2 separate regions of the Mus musculus genome follow, and region 2 is linked to region 1. The links are chromatin contacts, called in public Hi-C maps. All regions are on one chromosome and are shown on one strand. Each heading gives the region's core, a stretch centred on a gene start, on an enhancer-like site or on the middle of the called end of the contact. The rest is flanking DNA. Distances are from core to core; before and after follow the strand shown. Region 1 overlaps Gm35189 (a long non-coding RNA gene). Region 2 has its middle 19 kb from the start of Gm35240.

Region 1 (2,664 bases), core at 110-2,609:
CTGTAAGTGCCCCTTAGAGTCCAGAGAGAGGGTCCACGACCCTCTGGAACTAGAGTTACATGCAGTTGTAAGTTGTCCAACACGGGTGCTGGGCACTGAACCCCAGGACCTCTAGAAGAGCAGCAAGTTCTAAGCACTGAGCCATTTCTCCGGTCCAATTCTGTTCTCTTTTTAAAAGAACTATAATTTGGGGTTTAAGATACACTGTAGGTGTTCAGTTTAATGATCCCACATGGGTGTGTCAGTGAAGACATGCTGTGGCCATGTTTCATTGAATTAATGGTGCATTTTAGAGTATGAGAATTAAGGTTATAAATGTCAATAACAATATGGGACACAGGGCACCAGCCTCCATGTCCAGTGTCATGTCCCCCAGGTCACAATGTTCTAAAGCAGGCATTCTGACTACTAAATTCACTCTTCTTTTCGTTTAGAAGGGAAGAGCACAATAGTTCAGCCTTTAGAGTGGGCAGGCGTGATGCGTTGTGTTGTGTGGTTCTGGGATGCAAACCCTGGATCTCCCACAGGCTAGGCCAATACTGTGTCAATGAGCCACACCCCTAGATCCATCGTCTTCATCCTCCAGTCAAAAGAAGTCTGAACCAACCATTCTCTGGGCAATGGGTTTAACCACCAGAGAAGACGGCACTAAAATTAAGTGAAAATGAGTGAAATTGGAACCAGTCTCCAAACTGGGGTGAGGCCCAGCTGGCGCTGGGAGTTCACAGGCAGTGCACACACTGCCACCCCACATCCTCTAGTGAGTCAGTCACCTTCCTGGTTCCACATGAGTGGCCCAACGCTTCACACTTTCTTTCTCTGTCTCAGTTTCTCCCACCCAGCTTCTTGCCTGAGCAGTGTGTGGAGGTGAAGGAAGAAAAAGCTACACAGGCCTTGAAATATCTCTCTCTGCAAGGAAGAGCCAGGAGAGTATCGGGGCCCAGGCAAACTTCCTCCAGGCGCCACCCAAGCCAGCAGCGCAGAAGAGGTGCACTTGCAGGCCAAACCTTTGAGAACTCCTCCTGCTGACGCCAAGCTGCACAGGATGCCAAGAGAGCAGCAGTGCAAACAGAAACCGCGGTGCAGATCCCTTCGTGAAAACCCATTCGGCAGTCTGGCAAGCAGCCCTGCCCTCTGCTACTTTATTCCCTCGATTCATTGACGTAGATTCTTTCATATCATAACAGCAGCTGGCCAAACCCAGCTGGAATGTTTGGTAGCCTTCACCTCCTTCTTTTCAGGGTGAAGGTTGGAAAGAATCCTCTCAAAGAAGACCCACAATGCACTGCAGTAGGAAGGCTAATAGGCCCGCTCTACCCCCACGCTGGATGCACTTCCTCTTCCTAGCTCTAGGGGCGCCACAGCCATGAAGCTGCGCTGCTTTGTCCCGCTGGGGAGCATGCTGGTTGCAGGGCAAGGGCTGCTGCTTGGTAACCACCCCCACCTCACATATGCGAGGTTGATGCGCCTAAGGAGTGCTGGGATTTCACTATGGTTTATCCCTGAACTCATCCTGAAGTGAAGCACTGTGACATATTAGGAGGGTAGACATTTAATCCAACTGTGGAATTTACAGGAAGGGCTTTGGAAGGGTGAATAAGTGAATCCTGGCGGCTTTGTAGATAGAAGATGGGCCCGTGAGATGGTTCAGCAGGTAAAGGCTTGCGGCCAAGCCTGACAACTTGAGTTTCATCCAGGGACCAATATGGTAGAAGCAGAAAAACAACTCCAGCAAATTGTCTTCTGGCCGCCATACAAACACCTCAGCATATGCATGCCCACACAGAAATAAATCAAATAAAAAAATTTTTAATTAAAAATAAGAATAAAAGGAGGAGAAGCAAGGTGTGGTGGCACATGCCTGTAAGCCCAGCAGAGGCAGGAACGTTGCTGAAGGCTTTTGCCTGGTCTGCACAAGGAGTTCCAGGCCAGCCTCAGCTACACACACACACACACACACACACACACGTGCACTTTCTGTCTCTTCCCATGCAATGTTATGTGACGCCTCACAACTGTCAGCAAGGTCATCACCATGGCCAGATATAGTGACGAATGCCTGTAATTTCAGACATCTCTCCACCTGAGGGTAGAAGCAGGAGGGTCAGGGATTCAAAGCAATTTCAAGGCTAGCCTAGGCTACTTAAGAACCTGTTTCTAAAAAAAAAAGAAAAGAAAAGAAATATATAATTACCAGATATAACACTTTGGCCTTGCCCTCTCCGACTCACAAATCAAATTTAACCTCTTTTCATTATAAAGTAGCCTGCCTCTGGTATTTTATTACAGTAATTAAAATGGTATGTAACAGTAATGGATCTTGTTGTTGTTGTTGTTGTTGTTGTTGTTGTTTATTAAACTCCCATTTCAGAGTTGAACTTGTTGGGGACACCTATCCAAAGAGACTGCAGAGATTAGTCCTTCTCTGATCTAACGTACTCCATATCGCATAAAACTGTAGCTCCTTGCCCGAGTGATTCCAGTGTGCTACATTCCACATGCGAGTGCTGAGACAGAAGGATTCAACATCTCATTTACACAAGTGAACAATCACCACCTGCCCAGCGCAGACCATGGCACAGACGGAAAACTCACTTGCACACACTCGTCAAACCAAATTAGGAACATGTGGACACATGGGCAGATCAAAACCAAATCACTAAA
Region 2 (2,664 bases), core at 44-2,543, 490 kb before region 1:
GTTTGTGGCCCCCGGTCAAAGCCAGCACCTTTGTTTCCATCTTGTATGGTTTGTCTTTAGTAAATCCATACACCCTGCTGAGTGTCATGACATTCCTGTCCTTTCCTTGTTTTCAAACTGACAGTCTATTGACCCAGCCATGTCTGGGTCTTGAGTTTGTGGGAGAGGATCTTGTATTGTTGGTCACTGCTGTTATTTCACTGCAGGTAGAAGCAAGCACTGACAGTCATGTGTTAAACACATCTGCTTCCTCTCCAGACGAGGACCTATCACCAACAACTTTGTGATGCCCCCAGGCAGGAAGCTGGCTCTCAGAATTTGTGTGATCATCCTCCCTCTGCCTTTTAATTATTCTCACGAAAGTAGCTTCTAGAATAGTGCCTGGCTCATGCAATGAGCCCACTAGATGCTGGGTAAGTGACAATAACACTCACACTACAAGCACTGGTGTCAGCGTCACATGTACAAACAAACATGCAACCTTATGTGTGCCAAACATGACAGGCAGGCAAAGTCCTTTCTGTTGAGACTGCTTTTTTAAATGAACAAATGACAGCATTATGGGTGCTCTCTGTGGAAGGACACTGTGGTGGTTTGGGACACTGTGGTTGGCACCATAGACTCACATGTTTGAATGCTTGGCCCTTAGGGAAAGGCACTATTAGGAGGTGTGGCCTTGTTAGAAGAAATGTGTCACTGTGGGGGGCAGGCTTTGAGGTCTGATATGCTTAAGCTATGCCCAGTGTGGAGCTTAATCTCCTTCTGCTGCCTGAAGATCAAGATGTAGAACTCTCAGCTCCTTCTCCAGCACCAAGTCTGTCTGCATGCTGCCAGGCTTCCCACCATGACTATAGTGGACTAAACCTCTGAACAGTAAGCCAGCCCCAATTAAATGTTGTCCTTTATACAAGTCGCCTTGGTCATGGTGCCTCTTCACAGCAATGGAAACCCTAAGACAGACACTTTGTATTGCCAACACTGTCTCTGCACCCTATTTGACCTCCCAAACCACCTTCTTAGACAGGAAGGCCAAGAGAGACTGTAGACTTTATATACCTAGTTTTGAATGACTGGAGGTGACAGAGTAGACCCTCTTCTCGCTACCTGGTACTCATATCCTTCTCAAATTCTGCCCCACTGCAGACCAAGTCACCCATTATCTTTAAACAGAAGGTCAGCCCTGCCATCCAGGAAAGGTGAGAATGAGCCAATGACTACATCTATGTTTCCATGTCTGCATCTGTTAAGTGGTACTCTGAAGGCATCCAGGCATGAACCATCATGGATGTGGGTGAAGCTGTGACATGTGGGCTCACTGCAGAAAGGGAGCCCAGTACCCTGGAGCTGTTACAGTTGGCATTGTTGACCTTGTGGTTTGGCTGAAATTTCCGTTTCTGAGCCAAAACAAGGCACTTCCTGAGCAGGTCTGTCTTTTGTCTTGGTCCTGATGTCAGTATTTCTCCATCCAACTTCCTTGCTTACTCTGTCAACTAAACAGCCCTCCAGATGTGTGGAACGCTGTTTTGCGTTTCCAAGACACTTAGAAAATGACTTCCATGGAGAAAAGATTCATGGAAGGCATGGTACCCTAAGAAGTCAGGCTTCAGGCAACCACATTTCTCTCACCTTCCCCCTGTGAAGAAGAAACTTAACCTTTGAGAGCCCTGTGCCTGGCTGGCCCAGCTTTAGGTAGGCTCCTGAGAGGGCACTGCCTGGGTGTTCACCTGCCAAGCTCTCCTCCCTGCTCACTGACGGACCAGGTCCTGCTAACTTTGCCCTGGTGACATACTCAGGCTCACCCACTAGCACTGTACCCTTGTGTGACAATTAACTAGTAATTAGTCTCCGTGCCTTCAGCTTGTTAGCCACAAAGCTTATCCCTGGGGGCCAGCCTGATCCTGCATGGCCTGGCTCAGGATTATATCACTTTTCAGCCATCTCCCACTTTAAAAACCAAACCACTTGGCTGCAGGTCCAAAGTTATGCCCAATGTGCCCACTGCTTGGCTGTGCTGTCCTACACAGCCTCATCATCCTGCTTCTGAAACACCTGTCCAAGGATCACGCTTACCCAGGCAGGGCATTTGTTAAAGTGGACACCCAGGTCTGAGCCAACTTCCCTTCTAAAGACGCTCAGAGTCAACACCAAAACCCCCAAAGTGGAAAGCCCCCTTTTAGTAGCTGAAGCTTGGCTATGTCCCAGAGAGCCAAATGCAGCACCAGACCCTCCATTTTGCCACACACCCCTACCTTGATATACAATGTTCTCTCTGCCTACTGCCCTAATTTCTGCCAACTAAATTCTCTCCTTCAACGCCCATATCAAATACCAACTCCACCAGGCAGTTTCTCCAAGGTTCTCAAGTCCTATGGCAAAACGCATGCTCTTCCCCCCTCTGGATGCCTGTTTTACATTCTCTGACTGTATATCCATCATCTCCTCAGCCACGTTAAGTACAGGCATTCTTAACAAATACAATTTGGTGGGTGAGTGATGAGTTTGTTTTTGTAGACTACCTTAAACTGTGCAGTACGCAAGCTGTCAGAACCACCAGGAAGCATCTCTGCCAGAATGTAATTCTGTTACTGTCTTTCTGCCCCAAGGTGATGGCGCTTCTCCCATACATTCCCACGAGAGAGCAAAGACTACAGCTTTAGACTCGGG

The links. A called contact is a pair of places that touch in the nucleus more often than the background predicts.
Region 2: a Hi-C map of B cells shows a contact between it and region 1, with 2.0 times the contacts expected there. The contact joins two enhancer-like sites. A contact is called at or near these places in 1 of 39 promoter capture datasets (liver), 1 of 15 datasets of contacts at CTCF or cohesin (large pre-B cells), 3 of 484 Hi-C or Micro-C datasets (B cells, bone marrow-derived macrophages and germinal center B cells) and 2 of 115 datasets of contacts at active chromatin or transcription factors (both in embryonic stem cells).

Annotation. Positions count from the first base shown.
Region 1 is chr12:77,038,191-77,040,854 of GRCm38.p6, reverse strand. It overlaps Gm35189 (a long non-coding RNA gene), which reads left to right. Exons shown (of 5, transcript XR_872836.1): 5 at 829-2,261. Among named protein-coding and RNA genes, the nearest start is that of Gm35189, 16 kb to the left of the region's middle. Within about 2 kb of position 1,359, at least 124 of the 459 cell types and tissues checked have an H3K27ac peak or open chromatin away from gene starts, as enhancers often do. A contact at or near this core is called in B cells, where this site is marked.
Region 2 is chr12:77,532,975-77,535,638 of GRCm38.p6, reverse strand. No RefSeq gene overlaps it. Among named protein-coding and RNA genes, the nearest start is that of Gm35240, 19 kb to the left of the region's middle. Within about 2 kb of position 1,293, at least 43 of the 459 cell types and tissues checked have an H3K27ac peak or open chromatin away from gene starts, as enhancers often do. A contact at or near this core is called in B cells, where this site is marked.